3 separate regions of the Mus musculus genome follow, and all the other regions are linked to region 1. The links are chromatin contacts, called in public HiChIP or PLAC-seq maps. All regions are on one chromosome and are shown on one strand. The core of a region is the stretch at or near the end of the contact, and the rest is flanking DNA. Distances in the headings are between cores, read along the strand shown.

Region 1 (4,357 bases), core at 1,024-3,523:
ATAACCTCTGCTTAGATGACTGTTGAGAGAATACACCATGGCCATTAACTGTGCATTTGATCCCATTCCAAGTAGGGCAACATTTTTTTTCCCTCTTCGCAATATAGTTTCTAAACTATTTGTTTTCATAGCAAAACTTCTGTCTGCAATCCTGCTGTGGTATTGTCTGTTCTTAGAATAAAAATACTACACGTATCATTCTTTTTTCTTCTAATTCCTGCCTTTATCTTTATTTAGCTCTCAACTTTATCAGGTTAAACACTTAGATTTCTCTCTGAGCATTTTGCTGCTTTTGTCTTCTAGGTGATTGCTTGTGAACAGCAACTAGATACCACTTACGATGCTAGATGTGACACATGGTCCCTGGGTATCACGGCTATTGAGCTTGGTGATGGAGATCCTCCACTAGCTGAGCTGCATCCCATGAGAGCACTCTTCAAAATACCAAGGTCAGGCAACCAAGATCAGCAGCCTATTTTTCCCTTCTAGGGACTGACTTCTTATCATGGAAATAGGCAGAAGTGTTCTAGAAAGTTTTAAAACTAAAGCCCCATGTAACTTAAGTTGTCCTTGAAATCATTAAGTAGCCGAAGATGACTTTGAAGATGATCTGCCTGCTTCATGTCCTTTGTGGGCTTATAGATGTACCCTACTACACTCACCTTAAGGATGTGTATAGCCTTACCTACCCTTCAACTGGCCATCTGACCATGTTACCTATAATATTTACCTGCCAACTGCACTACTTCAGCTGGATAGTTTCTCTTCTAAATATGTATTTCTCTTTTAAATATGTATTGGTAAGTTCTAGGTGTCTCAAATTTGAAAAAAAAATCCATGTTAATTATAAGTAAGATATTTTTAGAGACCATAAGAATTTTTCCTCACCCATGGATTCTAAGGAAGATACACACATTGTTATGATCATGAACACTGTGCAGCTTCAGAAGGAATACACCAGTTCAAACAGTTCCCTATGAGATTTATTGAGAGAGGGGGGGGGAGGGTCAAGGTGGCAGCAAAAAGAAAGTGGGGAAGAGAGAGAGCATTCCTCTTATATATATGGATGGTGACATGGTGACAGGTAAAGGTGGGAGGTAAGCCCAATGAATTCTGGGAATATGGTGGCCATTATCTTGGCAACAGATGTATAGGTCTCTCTACTGCCTATGTGATGTCATGGATTTCGGAGGTCCTGATACCAACACACATAGCTTGTATTGCCAGGGGTCCAGAGATAGTAGTACATAGATAGTCAATAATTACACATGCTATTAATTAAAGGTTGTGATTTCAACATGTGAAATATACCTGGAGTTGGGGATGGGGAGGTTAGACACTTTGTGTTGTAGTCCTAAAGAAATGATACCACCATGTTATACTTATTCCTGAAAGGGGATCCCTTTTTTGTGTGTAATTAAGTTTTTCTAGTAATGAAGCATTAAAAGTTGTTTAATACTTTGGAACTTCCTGTGCTAACTCTGAATTATAATACATCATTCTTTATATTTCAATGTCCAGTGTTATATAACACTGGTCTTATAAAACATGTCACTTGTATGGGGGAAACAAGATGTGTAGGAAAGAAGAAATCCTCTATATACCAAAAGCATTTCAAGAAAAATATATTTTTTCTAACTTCTATTGTCATTTATTATATAAGGTGAAACTATATATGCCTAAGTCACCTTAGTCATAGTATAAACCATCATATTTACCCTGTGTTTTCATACTTGGTGGTAAAGATGAAGGTGGTAAACAGGAAAGATGGAGAGCCCTGATTATTGTGCCTTGGTAACACTTAGTGCAACAAAGTGCATCATACTAATTATTTTTTACTGTTTCTGCTGCTAGCATGTCCTTAAAATTAAATACTGAAAATAATGGTTGTAGAAATATGTGGAAAGGGGATCTGAATAACTACAGTTCTGGGTATTATGAAATTGGCAAACTATGTTATACCCAAGGCAATTCAATCTGTAAAAGGACATTTTCAGTGGACAAGCAACAAAGTAAAATTATTGGCTGAATAACAGTAGTTTTTCAAATGCTCAAATCAGCAATCTTCATCTAGTCCACTGGACTGAAAGGTGCTTTGGTGCTCTTTGGTGTGATCCAGTTAGATGCGTAGGTGCACTTAGCTTTAATGAGTCTGTACCGACTATACATTAATTTCATTATAAGCTGTTTAAGGAGCAGTACAGGACTGAGGACAAAGCATTTCCATCCCCCTAATGAAAACAAAGAGCTGTTAGAATTAACATAAAGTGACACTTCAGCAAATTTAGCCATTATGGTTGATCAATGGTGCTTGATTACAGTCACATCAGCCTCACTGTCAAGTGACAGCCCTTTTGTGTGCACAGATGCTCGAAAAAAAAAAAAATTGCTCAGCTTAAAAAAACGAAAAGAATTAATAACAAGATCTTTTAAGCGGCATTCAGAGCACTATAGCTAATGGCATTTTCTGCTTCTTTGCTTTTGTCACATACAAGCGTGCATGCTTCCTGCCATGTTTCTCGGAACAAAAGAACAGCTCTGGAAGCTTTTGTCCCTTCCTGCTGCGGGTTGCTACCTGTTCCAGGGCACCTCTGTGCACCTGTACCTTCCTGGGGGACTTCTGTAGTACTTTTTTCCAATATTCAATATTCCTGTTCTGATAAACATTGGTATTTCCTACTAAGTGATTTCACATACAACCCAAGACGATTCTTAGGGAGGAAAAATAATAATAACAGCAAAATTGGGTTATACATTAACTGCTTTCAGAGAAACTAGGAAGCTGTCATTTTATATAAAGAATGATGAGTCGCTAATTACCGTTCTTGGAATTGGGAAATGACAGTCCTTGATGATACAGGCAGAACCTGTATCATCAAGGACTGTCAAGCAAGTCTTTGCTCTGCTTCTCCTATTTCACCATCTAACCAATGCACAGCTCCCATCCCAACCTTAATTCTTATTTTCTAGGAATCCACCCCCTAAACTCCGGCAGCCTGAGCTGTGGTCCGCAGAGTTCAATGACTTCATTAGCAAGTGAGTAACAATAGTCAGAAATACAAGTAAAAACAATACCAGCCTGCTGTGACTTTGAATGGTTTACTGTAACCACTGGCTTCTGAATCCTTCTCTTCTTTCTTATCTGGTAAGCAACTCCAGAGGTCTCCACCATTCCCACCCACACCTCATCCCCCCCCCACCCCCCCAAAAAAGAAAAAGAAAGAACAGAAAATCTGTATAATCTGCTAAGGGTTCAGTGAAATTACTTAAATAGTAACCTCTGAGTCAAGTTTTCACCTGTCTGCAGTCATGTTTCCAAGGGCTTTTTAGCATCCACCCAGGAACATGCTCACCTGCCCATCTGCCATTGCATCATTGCCAAGAGCATCTCCCACCTGCTCCCATCTAGTACCTATGCGGTCAGTGATTTAACCCTTCATTTGTCTACATCACTGACTCTCATTACAACCACAGGGATTTCATCACAGCCAGTGGCTTTAAGGATCATATTTATCAAAGGCTTTTGCATTTGAAATCCAGAGAATGATTTCACTTGCCAGCAGTTTAACAGAAGTGACTGGCCTCTCCACAATTAATTAGAAGTGGGTCAGCCATTTAGAAAAATCAGGTCCTCCAATCCTTTCACAATTTTTACTGTCTTTACCTAAATCAAAGAGGAAAAGGGGAGACTCCTGGTTGTAAATAGAAAGGAAGGATGTAATGATACGATGTGCCAAATCACTCTGCAAATGCAGACCGGGCACATTGCTGTCACTGAGGTTCCCACCAAGATACCAATGTGTTCTTCTAAAGACAGAGACTTAGATTTAAGGGTTTGTAGGGACTCAATCGGGATTGATAACTTCGTGGAAGTTTTATGTATGGTCAAGGTACCATAAGCATTTACTGTGCATGCCATTCTATCATTTCTCAAGTCTCTTGGGGAAATCATCGATATGACAGGGATTTCCCAAATGTCTGTCTTGGATTTACAAGAGTCTTTTGTGCAGGTTCTCCGTGGATCTTAGTTTGTCTGAGTCATTTCTCAATTTCCTCCTGAGACTCACTTCCCACCTTCCCCTAGGCAATTGATATTCTTGTCCTGTGTGCTGTTCTTCTCTTCCTCTCCCACTGGCAACATTTTCAACCTTACTAAGCTTACCTTTTCTGATGTCCTTTTGTCTAATTAAACAATAAGCAACTCTAAGCAACTCTAGAACACTGTCACCTTCCTTGTTACTGTCACTCCCATGCCCAGCAGGGCCAGGATAGTCATTGGCTTTTGGGCAAAGTTTAACTTGAATAAAGTAATTTGTCATGCTTCTTAATGCAGATGCAAGTGTGCTTTAGATGTAGA
Region 2 (4,761 bases), core at 1,553-4,052, 300 kb after region 1:
CTAGCTGCATATATAGCAGAAGATGGCCTACTCAGCCATCATTGGAAAAAGAGGCCCCTTGGTCTTGCAAACTTTATATGCCCCAGTACTGGCAAAAGCCAGGGCCAAGAAATGGGAGTGGGTGGGTAGGGGAGCAGGGTGGGAGGAGGGAATAGGGGACTTTGGGGATAGCAATTGAAATGTAAATGAAGAAAATATCTAATAAAGTTTGAAAAAAAAAGAAATCAAAGAAGAACTTAGAAGATGGAAAGATCCTCCATGCTCATGGATTAGTAGGATTGATATAGTAAAAATGACCATTGCCTAATGCAATCTACAGACACAATGCAATCTTCATCAAAATCCAACTCAATTCTTCATAGTTAGAAAGAGCAAATTCATTTGGAATAACAAAAATCCCAGGATAGCTAAAACTATTCTCAACAATAAAAGACCTTCTCGAGGAATCACCATCCCTGATATCAAACTGTATTACAGAACAATAGTGATAAAAACGGTATGGTATTGGTACAGAGACAGGCAGGGAGACCAATGGAGTAGAAATGAAGGTCCAGAAATGAACTCACACACCTATGGTCCCTTGATGTTTGACAAAGGAGCTAAAACCATCCAGTGGAAAAGAGACATTTTTAGCAAATGGTGCTGGTTCAACTGTGGGTCACCATGTAGAAGAATGCACATCAATCAATCCATTCTTATCTCCTTGTACAAAGCTCCAAGTGGATCAAGGACCTCCATGTAAAATCAGAAACACTGAAACTAATAGAAAAGGAAGTGGGGAAGAGCCTCAAGAACATGGGCACGGGGCAGAAGTTCCTGAACAGAACATTAAATAAATTAAATTATTGAAGCAGATCAGTTTTCGAAATATTTTAGTGGAACCATTTCTAGGACAATGGGTATAAAGCTATGGTTGGATCCACAAATCTCAGAGCATTGGCCATAGAATAACCCTGGTCGGTTTGATGTTACTGTTGCTTGATTTAGTCGGCCTGGGATAGCATCAGTTTTAAGTCCTAGTGAGGGGATGGCTCATGAGTGGAGAACATCTTCAGATGAGATTAATATACGGATTGGCAGAACGACTCGGTTATCAACTTCTAGTAGTCGTAGTTCACCAGGTTTTAGGTCGTTTGTTGGGATTATATATGAATCAAAGCATAGGTCTTCATAGTCAGTATATTCGTAGCTTCAGTATCATTGGTGCCCTATGGTTTTCACGGTTAATACGGGGTTGTTGATTTCGTCTATTATGTATAGAATGCGTAGAGAGGGGAGGGCAATTATGATAAGGATTACAGCTGGTAGAATAGTTCAAATGGTTTCAACTTCTTGTGCATCTATTGTGCTTGTATGTGTTAGTTTTGTTGTTAATATTAGCGAGATGATATAGAGGACTAAGGAGCTAATTAGGAAAACAATTATTAGTGTGTGATCATGGAAATTTATTAGTTCTTCTATAATAGGGGATGTGGCGTCTTGTAAACCAAGTTGGAATGGGTAGGCCATATAAGATATATAGATTATTGATCTATAATTTAACTTTGACAAAGTTATGTAATTGATTTTACTAATATCTTATTGAGAAAGACATATAGGATATGAGATTGGCTTGAAACCAATTTTAGGGGGTTCGATTCCTTCCTTTCTTATTTTACTTTTACATAGGTTGGTTCCTCGAATGTGTGGTATGGTGGAGGGCAGCCATGAAGTCATTCTAAATTTGTTGAGGCATATGATACTGATATTACTTCTCGTTTTGAAGCAAAGGCCTCTCAAATTATAAAGATCATGATGAGAACAGCTGTTAGTGAAATAAATGATCCTATAGAAGAGACAGTGTTTCATGTAGTGTAAGCAGCTGGGTAGTCTGAGTAGCGTCGTGGTATTCCTGAAAGGCCTAGGAAATGTTGAGGGAAGAATGTTATGTTTACCCCTACGAACATGATGGCGAAGTGGGCTTTTGCTCATGTGTCATCTAGGGTAAAGCCTGAAAATAATGGGAATCAGTGAATGAATCCTGCTATGATAGCAAACACTGCTCCCATTGATAGAACATAATGGAAATGGGCTACTACATAGTATGTATCGTGAAGCACGATGTCAAGGGATGAGTTGGATAGAACAATTCCGGTTAGGCCACCAACTGTAAATAAGAAAATAAAGCCTAAAGCTCATAGTATAGCTGGAGATCATTTAATATTTCCTCCGTGTAGGGTTGCAAGTCAGCTAAATACTTTGACACCGGTAGGAATTGCGATAATTATAGTGGCTGATGTAAAGTAAGCTCATGTGTCTACATCCAATCCTACTGTGAATATGTGGTGGGCTCATACAATAAAGCCTAGGAAGCCAATGGACATTATTGCTCATACTATTCCTATATAGCCGAAAGGTTCTTTTTTTCCGGAGTAGTAAGTAACTACATGTGAAATAATTCCAAATCCTGGGAGGATAAGAATATAAACTTCTGGATGTCCAAAGAATCAGAACAGGTGTTGGTAGAGAATTGGGTCCCCTCCTCCAGCGGGATCAAAGAAAGTTGTGTTTAGGTTGCGGTCTGTTAGTAGTATAGTAATGCCTGCGGCTAGTACTGGTAGTGATAATAGGAGAAGTACGGCTGTAATAAGTACGGATCAGACAAATAGTGGAGTTTGATATTGTGTTATGGCTGGAGGTTTCATGTTGATAATGGTGGTAATAAAATTAATTGCACCTAAAATAGACGACACCCCAGCTAAATGAAGGGAGAAAATTGTTAGGTCTACTGATGCTCCTGCATGGGCTAGATTTCCGGCTAGAGGTGGGTAGACTGTTCATCCTGTTCCTGCTCCTGCTTCTACTATTGATGATGCTAGGAGAAGGAGAAATGATGGTGGTAAGAGTCAAAAACTTATATTATTTATTCGTGGGAATGCTATATCTGGGGCTCCGATTATTAGTGGGACAAGTCAGTTTCCAAAGCCTCCGATTATTATTGGTATTACTATGAAGAAAATTATAACAAAAACATGGGCAGTTACGATAACATTGTAAATTTGGTCATCTCCTAAAAGTGCACCTGGTTGACCTAATTCTGCTCGAATTAAAATACTTAGTGCAGTACCTACTATTCCCGCTCAGGCTCCGAATAGCAGATATAGGGTTCCGATATCTTTGTGATTGGTTGAGAATAATCAACGATTAATGAACATAGGTAAAATGGCTGAGTAAGCATTAGACTGTAAATCTAAACACAGAGGTTTAAATCCTCTTTTTACCAGAGGTCTTAAGGTGATATTCATGTCGAATTGCAAATTCGAAGGTGTAGAGAAATCCTCTACTAAGACTTCTACCGCCATTTTTTTTTTCGGCGGTAGAAGTAGATTGAAGCCAGTAATAGGGTATTTAGCTGTTAACTAAATTTTCGTAGGTTTAATTCCTGCCAATCTAGTTGAGGTCTTAGCTTAATTAAAGCAATTGATTTGCATTCAATAGATGTGGGATGAAGTCCTACAGTCCTTATCAGAAGTTAAACTTGTGTGTTTTCTTAGGGCTTTGAAGGCTCGCGGACTAGTATATCCTAAACTTCTAGATAATTAGTTGGGGGGCTAGGGGTAGGGTTATTGTACTTATGACAGCTAGGGTGGAAAATATTAGGTTGGGTTTAGTTTTTGTTTGGTGAGTTATTATTTTTGAGTTATTGTTGGTTGGAAATATTGTTAGTGAAGTGGAATAAATTAGGCGAGTATAAAAGAATAGGTTTAGGAGGGCTATTATTGCTATGAGTGTTGCTATGATTAGACAGTTATTTTTTATAAGTTCTGTGATGATAATTCATTTTGGTAGAAATCCTGTTAGTGGTGGAAGACCTCCTAGGGATAGTAATATCAGTGAGATTATGGTTAGTATTGCTGGGGTTTTATTTCATAGAAGTGAGATTGAGTTAATGGTTATAGAGCTATTTAGTATAAGTGCTATGAATATAGGGACTGTAAGAATAATATAGATTATGAGGTTGAGTAGTGTGAGGGATGGGTTGTAAGGAAGGATTGCTAATATTCATCCTATGTGGGCAATTGATGAATAGGCTATAATTTTTATAGCCTACAGAACAACAATGGCTTATGCTCTAAGATCAACAATCAACAAATGGGACTTCATTTGTTTCTTCACTTCAGACTATCATAACAATCATGACAATCATAAAATGTATCCTGGCCCAATAATTCTTTTCAGACGCTTAGAGGCTATCCCATGATGATTAGTTATAAGACCAATGCCTAAAAACATGCTAGATTTTAAAAATTAATTAACTTATTAGTTAATTTATTTTAGGTTTTTAAAAACAAGAATTTGCTGTGCCAGCCTGGCTGCCCTGGAACTCACTCTGTAGACCAGGCTGGCCTCAAACTCAGAAATCTGCCTGCCTCTGCCTCCCCAGTGCTGGAATTAAAGCCTAGAGCCACCATTACCTGGCTCTATGCTAGTTCTTTTAAAAGCCTTTTTTTTCTAGTGGGATGAAATAATGAATGCATTATGTGTGAATTTATATTTTTTACAATGTTATCATTGTTATAGTATATAATATAATAATTTGTTGTATATTATTAACATATCAAATATATTATCACTGTATTCATAAATCAACAATATACTAATATTATTATATTAAGTGCAATTATGTGATTCTGTAGGACTCTATCTGGATAAATCACTACTATAGCATCTAAACATGCCAAGAAACTGTTCAGCTTCAATGTTGCTGGCATCACTGGTCTT
Region 3 (4,650 bases), core at 1,540-4,039, 350 kb after region 1:
TGTGTGTGTGTGTGTGTGTGAGTATGTGCATGTGTGTGTGTGTGTGTGTGTGTGTGTGTGTGAGAGAGAGAGAGAGAGAGAGAGAGAGAGAGAGAGAGAACATGTGCCTGTGTGTATGTGTGTGCTTGCCCACAGTTTTCCTGCTCTCTCTCACTGTCTCTGTGGTAATCATTGTCCCACACATTTCCTTCCACTTGTGCTGTGCCCTCCTTTAAAACCTCTTTTCCAGTCTAGGTTCCTTATTCACTCTCATTTGTACACAAGTATCTGACAGTTAGAAGCTAGGATCTGCACGTGAGAGAGAGTTTTGTTCTTATGAGCCTAAGTAACCTCACTCAATATGTTTTCCAATTCTATCCATTTTCTTGGAATTTTCATAACTTCATTATACCTTAATGCAAATCCATTGTACATATATTAACCACATTTTCACTATCCTCCATCATGTGACAGACATCTTCCATAACTATGCTTCCTGGCTACTGTATTAAGAGCTGTATTAAACATGGATGTGCATCTGTCTCTGTAGTGTCCTTTAGGTATCTGCCTCGGAGTGGTACAGCTGGGGCATGTGACAACTCTGCTCAGTTTTGTGAGAAGTCTTTACATTGCTTGTCACAGTGGGACACTAGTTCACACTGCTACCAGCAATGTGCAGTGACTCCCCTTTCCCCAGATCTCCTGTGAGGGCTATGCCAGTGTTTGTTGACATTTGCTCTCTTGACTGTCATCATTCTAACTGGGGCGAGTCAGAATCCCAAAGTAGTTTGACTTTGCATTTCTCTAATTCCTAGAGATGTTGTGAACATTTAGAAAATACTTATTTTCTATGTGCCTTTCTTTCTTTGATTACTGTCTGTTCCATTTCTAGCTCATTTGTTACTCTTTGATTGCTGTCTGTTCATTATTGGCAGTTGAGGGTTTGAGGTGTTTAATTTTTTTGGTTCATTATACACTCCAGATATTAACCTCTTGTCTGAAGTAGAGCTGACAAAGGTTTTCTTCCATCCTATTGGCTGTCAGCTCATTCTGCTGAGAGCTTCTTCTGCTGTGCAGAAACTTCTCATTTCATGAACCCCACCCCCACCCCGTTTGTCACTTTTGGGTCCTGTTACTGTGTCACTGTGGCTCAGAAACTGATGCCTGTCATTTTGTCTTGAAGTATTTTCTTCTAGCAGTTTTCAACATTTCTATATGAAAAATACAGAAATGAAACTTTCTATCAAACTGAAATTTTGGTTTAGTTTGAAATAAAACCAAATGGGTTCAATATCTGTTACTCATGAATAGCAATATGACTTAATCTTAAATGAGCACTGACCTCTGTCAAAGTTTCAATATATTTTCTAAATCAGGAAAGTGGAATGTGCCCATTGATGAGCAATAGAATATTATGCTAATCTTCATTATTGAGAAACAAATTTTATTCCTTGAAACTTCCAAATTTGTTCATAATTTTGCCTTCTGAAGCCACCCAGAATAATGTATCCTTTCCAGCCCCATATTGGGATAACAATTCCTACATGACCACTGCCTGCTACTGTGCTGTTGACAAGCATCTGCTAAGTTCTCCCTAGACAATTTTCCACCCAGAATCCTCAGCATCTAGGAAGGAACTTGTCTTTTAAATGCTATTCTCCTCTGGTTTATACACAAATGGTTCCACTATGAGATACAAACATTAAAAGCAATTGTCTTATATTGTCTCATACATAGAAAGGCATCCCATTCAACTGATCTCTGCTCTTTTTTCTTGTTAAATGTCTTTGTGACCCTCAACTTCCTTCCTCCCCATGGATGCCTTACTATTGTAGGTACTGCTTAGCTATATGCCTCTGTTCCTTTTTCCTGAAAATACAAATACTGCCTGGTGCCTAATTTTCTTCTCTCATGCCTTATATCTACTTTGTTCCTATGTTTAAACTCTCTATTGAGGCATGTAGGGTTCCTTAAATCTGTGGCATTCTTACAGCAATCAATTATCCTTTGTAATTACTCCTCAATTACACATCCCTGTTCTTTCTCGTTAAAGACCAGACAAGAATGTGCCTATCATGGGCAGGTGCAGCAGATCTCTTACTTAGCTGCAATTTGCCAGTCTGCAGATCAGGACTTCTCAGCACATTTACTGAGGGACACAATTTGAGGTATTTGTGCTTTTTCAGCAAAGACAGCTGGTCTCTCTGCTCTAAGCCCTTCTAGCAATAAAGGACTGAACACTGCTTTCCTCTGAACTTCTACTCCGGGTTTCCTAGTATCTGCCAAATACAAAGAACATTGGTTTGTGATTGAAAAGGTGGAAAGGGGACAGGTGTCATACATCTTTAAAATCCCTGGCCTCACTGAGTTTTTTTCTCCTAGCTCCCAGGTAGCTTAGAGTCAGGTATCTACTTAGTCATTCTGAGGTTGTAAAATGAATCTAATGGCCCTTTCTGGTTACTTCTAGCTACATTGAGGTTTTAGAACTTAGCCCTTCGGTGTGTCCCCTTTATTGGTTGATATTATTTGTTGCTGTTACAAACATGATTTTCTGCTGTATTAGACAGTTTCCCTAAAAATATGTTACAAGTTCATGTACTGCATACTTAAATTTTCAGATGAATGGTGAGTGGGCATTTGAGAAAAGCATGCCTCTTTAGAAGCATAATTTAAAATTCTACTCAGCAGCCCTTTGGAGATGGAAATTGAGGGAGCTGCTCTCCTTTTGGACAGCTTAATGATCTGTAGTTAATAGTAAGAGACTGATGGGCAGATGCAATACAGCTGGGCTTAGGTTAGTCTTTCTCAGCTCTCCAAATGTCACAGTGATTACAGCAATCAAAACCCGGAATTCAGACTGGAAGTAAAAGCACAAAGAGTGTGCAGTGGGCTGTCAATATGACCCACCTGCTTGGCCCCTGTATGACCAGTTCCACCTCCTAGAACTCCAGAGGAAGAAAGCTGGACTTAGAATCAACTTCCCTTCATATGTGATGCATACAATGTCACTAAATTTATGAGAAACTAAGTATAGTTTCTTGAAACTATACAGGGGAACATAAGTGGAGAAAGGAGGCATCTCAAGGTGTGTGTGTGTGTGTGTGTGTGTGTGTGTGTGTGTGTGTGTGTGTGTGTGTGTTGGGGGGTAATAGAATTCATGTGATGTGAAAGGAGATCATTGGAAAAGGAAGGGAAACAACCAGAGGGGAACAGAAGGCAGGAGAGAGGACTAGAAGAGATGGATCAAGGAAAACAAAATACCCATGAGAATGTCATAGTGAAACTTATTAGTTTCTATGCTAATAAAAAAAATCAGAAGAAAACAAGGAAGGGAGGAAGGAAGGAAGGAAGGAAGGAAGGAAGGAAGGAAGGAAGGAAGGAAGGGAGAGAGGGAGGGAGGAAGGAAGGAGGAAGGAAGGAAGGAAGGAAGGAAGGAAGGAAGGAAGGAAAGAAGGAAGAAAGGAAAGAAGGAAGGAAGGAAAGAAGGAAGGAAGGAGTAAAGGCAAGCAACCTTTCAGGAGCAAATTGTAAGTTTGAGAATATTGTGGTACACTGTTACTGGAGTCAGTTGCTGAGTGTTTGTGAAAAGCTAGTTTAGGGCTGGGGTATTAACTAGCTCAGTGGGTAAAACATACTGAGTTCTGAACTCCAGAACTCACATAAAAAGCATATGCTCACAGTGTCTCTAGTCTCTGTCCCTCCTGAGAAATGGAAAATGTAAACATGAGAGAAGTATCCAAGGCTAGGGGACAAAGATTAGCTTGGCTTATAGGTAGAAAGTGAAGACCGATATCCACAGTTGTCCTCTAACCTCCACATGCGTGCTGAAGTATGCACATACCATTATTCTCTCTCTCTCTCTCTCTCTCTCTCTCTCTCTCTCTCTCTCTCTCTCTCTCAAGCACACACTCATACATGCAGCACACACACAGAGAAAGAGAGACTGGTTCAGAATTACTTTGTGCTGGAACCTCACATCCACCAACAATTCTCAATATGTTTTTATAGTTCCTCAAGAAACTCATGTGAATTCAATGAAAATAACAATAATAACTAAACCAACTCCATTCAAAAATAACCAAAGTACTTTAATAAACATTTCACAGAAGAAAATGTATAGAGGGTCAAGAAGCACATGAAGAGAGTCTAGGCCAGTCAGTAGAGAGCACACATCAAAAGCACGAAGTGTTACCATCATGTCTACTAGAAGACTGTCCTCAAGAGCCAGAAAAATACAAGCCAACTTCAGGAGGCTAAGACAATAGAATCACTTGAACTCAAAGAATCAAGCATAGCCCGGGCAACACAGAAAGATCCTGTCTCCAAAACAAGCAGAAATCATAAACACTGGTGAGGATGTGGAGAAAGGGCATCCTTTGTGTGCTATTGGTATGTGTGTAAAGTTAACACAGTAGCTGTAGAGTGTAGAATGGCAGTTTCTCAGAAGTTTAAAATTATATTAACCATATGTTCCAGTAATTCTGCCTCTAGGTATGTACCTTTAGCAATTGAAAACAGCATCTTAAAGAAGTATCTATCCACAGAACTATCTAGCAGAACTATCCACAGAAGCCAATCGCAGAAGCAGCCTTACTGTCCATGGCAGGAAGAGTGCATAAACAAAGTACAGTTGAGTGCTATGCATAAAATAGCCCAATTGATAGAAACAGA

Evidence for each region. HiChIP or PLAC-seq counts read pairs in DNA pulled down with a chosen protein or histone mark.
Region 2: an H3K4me3 HiChIP or PLAC-seq map of embryonic basal ganglia shows a contact between it and region 1, with 4 times the contacts expected there. The contact joins two enhancer-like sites. A contact is called at or near these places in 2 of 115 datasets of contacts at active chromatin or transcription factors (embryonic basal ganglia and embryonic stem cells) and 3 of 9 other capture datasets (embryonic tail, embryonic trunk and pancreatic islet).
Region 3: an H3K4me3 HiChIP or PLAC-seq map of embryonic basal ganglia shows a contact between it and region 1, with 3 times the contacts expected there. The contact joins two enhancer-like sites. A contact is called at or near these places in 4 of 115 datasets of contacts at active chromatin or transcription factors (a beta-TC-6 cell line, embryonic basal ganglia, embryonic forebrain and 1 more) and 2 of 9 other capture datasets (embryonic tail and embryonic trunk).

Annotation. Positions count from the first base shown.
Region 1 is chr2:22,291,503-22,295,859 of GRCm38.p6, forward strand. It overlaps Myo3a (myosin IIIA), which reads left to right. Exons shown (of 34, transcript NM_148413.3): 7 at 304-449; 8 at 2,971-3,036. Among named protein-coding and RNA genes, the nearest start is that of Myo3a, 66 kb to the left of the region's middle. Within about 2 kb of position 2,274, at least 17 of the 459 cell types and tissues checked have an H3K27ac peak or open chromatin away from gene starts, as enhancers often do. A contact at or near this core is called in embryonic basal ganglia and embryonic forebrain, where this site is marked.
Region 2 is chr2:22,586,454-22,591,214 of GRCm38.p6, forward strand. The region is part of intron 30 of Myo3a (myosin IIIA); the gene reads left to right. Among named protein-coding and RNA genes, the nearest start is that of Gad2, 33 kb to the right of the region's middle. Within about 2 kb of position 2,803, at least 11 of the 459 cell types and tissues checked have an H3K27ac peak or open chromatin away from gene starts, as enhancers often do. A contact at or near this core is called in embryonic basal ganglia, where this site is marked.
Region 3 is chr2:22,643,577-22,648,226 of GRCm38.p6, forward strand. The region is part of intron 7 of Gad2 (glutamic acid decarboxylase 2); the gene reads left to right. Among named protein-coding and RNA genes, the nearest start is that of Mir3967, 8.4 kb to the right of the region's middle. Within about 2 kb of position 2,790, at least 10 of the 459 cell types and tissues checked have an H3K27ac peak or open chromatin away from gene starts, as enhancers often do. A contact at or near this core is called in embryonic basal ganglia and embryonic forebrain, where this site is marked.